2 separate regions of the Mus musculus genome follow, and region 2 is linked to region 1. A link is a contact called in public Hi-C data. All regions are on one chromosome and are shown on one strand. Each heading gives the region's core, a stretch centred on a gene start, on an enhancer-like site or on the middle of the called end of the contact. The rest is flanking DNA. Distances are from core to core; before and after follow the strand shown.

The links. A called contact is a pair of places that touch in the nucleus more often than the background predicts.
Region 2: a Hi-C map of the N1E-115 cell line shows a contact between it and region 1, with 4 times the contacts expected there. The contact joins the promoter of Cacng3 here to the enhancer-like site in region 1. A contact is called at or near these places in 5 of 39 promoter capture datasets (cranial neural crest, embryonic stem cells, liver and 1 more), 6 of 484 Hi-C or Micro-C datasets (the N1E-115 cell line, embryonic stem cells and liver) and 2 of 9 other capture datasets (adipose tissue and embryonic stem cells).

Annotation. Positions count from the first base shown.
Region 1 is chr7:122,557,612-122,560,872 of GRCm38.p6, forward strand. All of the region lies in intron 9 of Prkcb (protein kinase C, beta), which reads left to right. Among named protein-coding and RNA genes, the nearest start is that of Cacng3, 110 kb to the right of the region's middle. Within about 2 kb of position 1,525, at least 16 of the 459 cell types and tissues checked have an H3K27ac peak or open chromatin away from gene starts, as enhancers often do. A contact at or near this core is called in the N1E-115 cell line, where this site is marked.
Region 2 is chr7:122,670,476-122,673,369 of GRCm38.p6, forward strand. It overlaps Cacng3 (calcium channel, voltage-dependent, gamma subunit 3), which reads left to right and starts at 1,269. Exons shown (of 4, transcript NM_019430.2): 1 at 1,269-1,509. The coding sequence starts at 1,299.

The sequences.
Region 1 (3,261 bases), core at 275-2,774:
ATAAGGACATACTTTCTGAGAGCGGGTGTATTTGGTGTGGACAAGGGCTCTAACAAGAGAGTAGGAATAACTAACCTCTCTGGCCCACAGATCAAAGGAAGACTTTCCTTTTGGCCTATATATTCTTTTACACACTGCCTGATTCTTTAAGGGACAATACCACATATTAAATCAGGCCATATTACTGAAGGGCCCTGGGGCTCATGATCAAAAACTCTGCACAGGGTTTAATGATCTAGGCATGGTGGTACATGTCTGAAAAGCCAGATCTCAAGAGATCACAAGTTCAAGGCCACAAAACTCACAAAACTCAAGGGCTAGGAATGTAGCTCTGTAGTTAGGCAATTGCACGGGCATGCCAAGAGTGACGGATTTGATGCTTAACACCACAAAGGTGGGGGTGTGTGTGTGAGAAACAGGAAAATTGGACTCTCAAGTCCAACTATGGAGCTTCCATTTTTCCTCTCCTGCCATGCATGCATCCCTTCATACAACATCAGAGATTCACAGCGATGTTCTAATCTCACATCTTTAACTTTTCCTACAAAAATCATGATAGCAGAAACCAGAGGTCTGCAACCATCTAATACCCAGAGGAGATACTTGAGATAGTCAAATGAGGATGATACATAGGGTTAGAGGAGGCGTGGCTTGCTTCACCTCATCCATCTCCCCCAGTGTTGTGCTGTGCATTGTGTACTGACCACGCAAAGCCCTGTTGCAGAAATCTGTCCTCTACTTCTGAGCCCTGGGAGTGCATGTGAATATTTCTGGTGTTGCTCATTTAATTTGCAGCATGGTCTAATGAGGTAGGGTTATCATTATCTCCAGTTTAGGGATACAGATATAGGGGGCTCCAGCAGTGAGAGACTTGCAGTCATGCAGCAGAGGGAGTGGAGTGAAACCCAGTGACCCTCACAGCATCCATGGTACTCAGTGTGATCCACTCCTGCCCCAGAGAAGCAGCAGGCTCCAGCAGCAGTGGTCTGTCATGTCAACAACACAGCCGTTTTAGGCTAACAAGGCAGATCTGATTATAAAGAAACAGGCTTTCTTTGTGCCACCTAATTGTTTAAATGAATGACAGACCCTTAAGGGTTTCGTCTCATTGTCTTTTGGTAAAAGGCATCAATTACTGGCTTGTTTTCCTGAGAACCATCTACAAAACGGTCAAATTAAACCTGCTTCTATTTTAACCGTCTAGCTTTTGTCAGGCTTAACATACAACTCAAAGAAATAACTAAGCCAGACATGTTGCAAAGTTTATTTATTTATTAGGCATCTCTACTCTCAGTCCTTTCTGTTTCCTTCTTTTTCTTTCTTTCTTAGAAGAACACTTAAGGCTTCTCTTAGCAAATTTCAAGAACACATTCCAGGACTTTGTATGTGGCATACATTAAATCTCTCAAACCTTATAACTGAAGTTGTAAGCGTCTCCCCATCCCCCCACTGCCCGTACCCTCCCCCTGCCCCCATTCGCCAAAGAACCTCTCTCAGCTCCTTTGTAGTTTGAGGATGTTTAGACTCCCTGTAAGAGCCTGTAGTTTTTGTCCTTCTGTGTCTGGCTTGTTTCCCTTAGTGTAAGGTCTTCCAAGTTAACTAACATTTATTTTTAGCTCAAAAGAAACCTTCAGTAACTATTACCGACCCGTGCATTCCTAATAATGTCAGTAATGAGAGGTGATGTAGCCTCGAGGGTAGAGATAATACTTATATATATTTCTACTGTAACTCAGTTAAGCCTTTCATATTAGACCCAATCAAGCATCCTCATGAGGAACACAGGCAACAGTCTCAGGTTTAAGTCTTCTTGTTCATTCTCTACCTTTTTCTTACCGCCAGTGGAAGCTGTCTCTCCCATTCTACAGTGGCCTTTGTTTAATGAATTTGCAGGAGCCAGATATGACCAGGCAGCAAGGACCTCAGTTCTAAACTTCCTTCACATTTTCTAGCTTTGTCTGTCTAGAGGGTAAAAATTCAGCTAGATTAAACCTAAAGCATGACATCACAGCATCGTTTAAAAAGGTTTAGAGGCTGCACAGATAGCAGTCGCTAAAAGTGCTTGCCTTGTAAACTCAACTACGCGAGTTCCATGTCTAGCAATCAGGCAAAAATCTGGGTCTGGGGAAGTACACTTGTAATCTGAGAGATGGAAAGTAGGGACAGGTGGATCCCTGGTGAGCTAGACCAGTCAGAGATCCTGTCTCAAAAAACAAAAAGGTACCAGTATGCCCTTTAATTCTAGCATTCAGGAGGCAGAGGCAAGCAGATCTCTACGATTTATTTTAAGGTCATCCTGACCACACATTGAGTTTCAGACCAGCAAGGGCTACATGGTGAGACTTTGTCTATAATTCCAGCATTCTGGAGACTGAGGCAGAAGGATCACAAGTTTGAGACTGGCCAGGACTGGAGATAGAGAGAGACTGTGTCTCAAAAATAAAGCAAAACAAAGTTTAAAAAAATGTAGAAAGCAAGCATCTCACAGAGAACATCAGCTGGACTTTCTGCAGAGAGGACACTGTGGTGATACTGACAGTCACCGTGTAGCCTCCAGAGGAGCTCACACAGTGTGCCACAGCCCTTCCATGTTTCCTCACATGGACGTCTATATAAGCAGGCCTGCCAAATAAGGATGACGTGTGTTCTTCTAAAGCCAACTAACGAAAACGGACAGTTCCTGCGAATTAACTCCCCAGACAGTCCTCTGGCCTCCACATACATGTTCATGTGTATCTGCACACACATAAATATTGCACACTCGATAAAAGTAATAATGAAATAAAAATGTTGAATTCTGGATGCACCTGCTACCTTGACCCCTGGCATGAAAACCAGCTCATTTCTGTCACAGACCCATGCTTTATTAAAGAGATTTATATTTATTTTTATTTTATAAAGAAATTTTATCTGCTTTAAGACAGGGTCTCATTTTGTGACTCAGGCTGACCTTTAATTTGTGGAACTCGTCCTGCTTCAGCCTCACGAGTACCGTTCACCACCATGCTCAGCTAAGAGACTTTTTTCATCTGCAGAAGCCTTGCATAAGAACCACAGAATGGCTGGTTTATGTCCCCCACCTTACCATGCACGGCGACTATCAGCTATTTGTTGAGCAGACTTGAAAACTGCATGGAAGAAATAATTCAGTCCCACCCAGGTCTGCACCTACTTCCAGTGGACAGTATTTCCTCATTATTCCACTTTCCAGTTTTTCTTTGAGATATGCTTTAGTAAGCCAAGCCAGTTTGGTTACCTTCT
Region 2 (2,894 bases), core at 19-2,518, 110 kb after region 1:
CAAATACACATAGACAACATTTTGCCCACCCAAGTGAGCCACCAGTCAGTCTCCCATCCCTTTAAAAAGATTAGATCTTTCCCGGCTTCTGTCTCCCTAGTGGACTCCTGCAGCAAAGAGCAAAGTTGCCTGGCTCATTGGGCTCAGGGATGAGGAGGAGGGTTGATTAGAGAATGCTGCGTGGGGTGGGCTCTGAGATAACGCGCGCGCCAGAGTGCGCTGTGGGCCCTTGTCCTTAACCCTTCCCTCTGAGGAGCCGGATCCGCCGTACTGCAGTGCCCTGAAGCCCTGATGCTGATTGCCCTGGGCTCCCGAAACTTTGCTTGGTTGTGGGCTTGAGTACGCAGAGCTGAGCTGGCTGGCTGGCTCTAGGAACGCACTAGGAGAGTGTTAGGGAAGGGACCCTTCAGCACCCGGAGTTCCTAGACTAGGACCACGAGGAACGGTGCAGCGGCAAGGGGAGCTGTCCCTTCAGCACCACGGACCTCCAACGACCCGGCCTTGAGAAGTGGGAGGCTGGGCAACAGGAGAGGAGCTGTCCGCTCAGCACCACGGACCTCAGCTCTCCGACGCAAGTGGCCGGCCCCCGCCCCAGGACTCTCCCTTTTCTCCAGTTTGCGCGGGGGTGTGGAGAGCAGGCGGAGAGCTTTCCTGGGAGGCTGGGGAAGCAGTGAACACTCTTCTCAGCGACTCGCCTCCCAGCAGAGCTATTTTTTGCCATCCGCCCTCACCCCCAGCACACGCGCTCGCACACACGCACGCACGCGCGCACACACACACAAACACACACTCACACACACATACACACGCACACACACACATACACACGTACACACACACTCACACACACGCGCGCACACACGCACACACGCTCACACGCTCACACACCAGACCTCTCTGGGTTTCTTTTGCCTTGAGTCTCTCGGGGCTGTGAGAAACCAGGCGCATCTCAAACCAAGCTGGCAGCTCCAAGCTCCGAAGCCATGCCCTGCACAAACGCTAGTCCTCACCAAGCTCCTGAGGAATGAAAGCAACCCAGGAATCCTCTGACCGCGGCAGTGATGTGGACCAACCCCCTGGAGCCCGCACCCTCCCGAGGGCCATAGAGGACTCGGGGAACTGGAGAGAGCCCAAGACAGGAAATCCCAGCTTTCCCAAAGTCCCCGTGGATGCTGACAAAAGGAGATCTGGATTTTTGGAAGAGGCCGTCCTAGGTTACCCAGCTGCAGAGTGATTCTCCCGTCTGTCACTGAATCTACCCCTCCAACCCCCAGCCGTTCAGAGTACCATGAAGAATTATGAGGATGTGTGACAGAGGTATCCAGATGTTGATCACTACTGTAGGAGCCTTCGCAGCTTTTAGTTTAATGACCATTGCAGTGGGCACGGACTACTGGCTATATTCCAGAGGTGTGTGCAGGACTAAATCTACAAGTGACAATGAAACCAGCAGGAAGAATGAAGAAGTAATGACCCACTCCGGGTTGTGGAGGACCTGCTGCTTGGAAGGTACTTACAAATTCCTCTCACTGGCTCTGAATGATCTGCTTCTAATGTCCTGACATGTGTTGGGGGGGAAATAGAGGCAATGGAGGGGAAGAAAAATAGTTTTAATTGTTGTTGGAAATATGTGAGGGTCCAGACTATGCTTCCACGGAGCCTGGTGCTGTGTGGATGGAAGGGTTGGGTCTTGTTGATTGGTTTTGGTCTATGCCAAATGTGATGTGATTTTGTAACGCTCTTAAACACCTTCTGCAGTTGAGAAAGCCTCTAATCCCGAGTCTCTAAGCATGTTGTGCACTGCTTGGATTTCTGTCTATAGAAGGAGACTTTGGATTTGTTTAATTACATTTTGGTGAATGGGGATTATTAAGGAATGGAAGCAGAGAAGACAGGAAGGTGCTGAGGGACTGATCTAACCTGGAGCACTCTGATCTGGTTTTTTATCTTTTAATCAATAAAAGCTTACCAGCCTCTTCTGAGTTTGGTCCAACTAGACATTGTCATGAACTCCCTTTGTTAACTTATACTAGGGAACAATATGTAAGCCCTAATCCCCACACCCTCACATCTAAAGAAAATGTCTTTATGAATAAGTGTTTCATTATTTAGGCTCAAAATAAAACTGAAGTCTTGGTGTTTGCTCTCCACCTGACTTCATTCATAAATCACGCCCATCACCAGCAAATGTATTTCCTTGACATTTAGATAAGACTGACTCTGAGAATTGCATCTCATTGCTTCTAATTTTAAAAATTAGAGGATTTGCTCTAAATTATAATGAGGTGGGCAGGCCATTTTAGAATGTGGAGCTCTTAGGTAGCCTATGTCACTACTAAACTTGCTTCACCACTTGAAGAGTGACTGTCAGTTTCAGTGGACAATACCTGGGTATCACAAGGAGTGAAAAAATAATGAAGAAAATCAAAGCTTTGTGAACCTGCTACCTAAGGGAGCCACTAGATTAAAGGGCCACTAAGAAGGGATTTTGTCTGCTTGGTTGATTTTTGCTGTTTCTCTGGCTTCCAGGAAGTCAGTGAAGTTTATCACAGTGATAGTCAGGAAAATACAGGCTTCCTCCCCTCCCCTCGATCTCCCTTGGTTCCTCCCCCTGCATTCCCTGTGGCATTTCTCAGGGTTTCTTGGGAACTCGCATTTATGTAAATGACTTGGGAACTAATGCTATGACATCACTTGCTAGTGTAATATTGCATCATTCTCTGGCCTCCTTCCCACGTCCTGACGCTCTGAACTCTCCTGCCTATAGCGCCACTACAGTTGATTCTGTTTCCAACACAGATTTGCAACTGGTGGGAAACCCAGGAGGGAAAGGGCTACTTCATGTGAAGTCAGAAAACACCAAGTACTGCTGCAAATGGTCTCTATACTCTTAG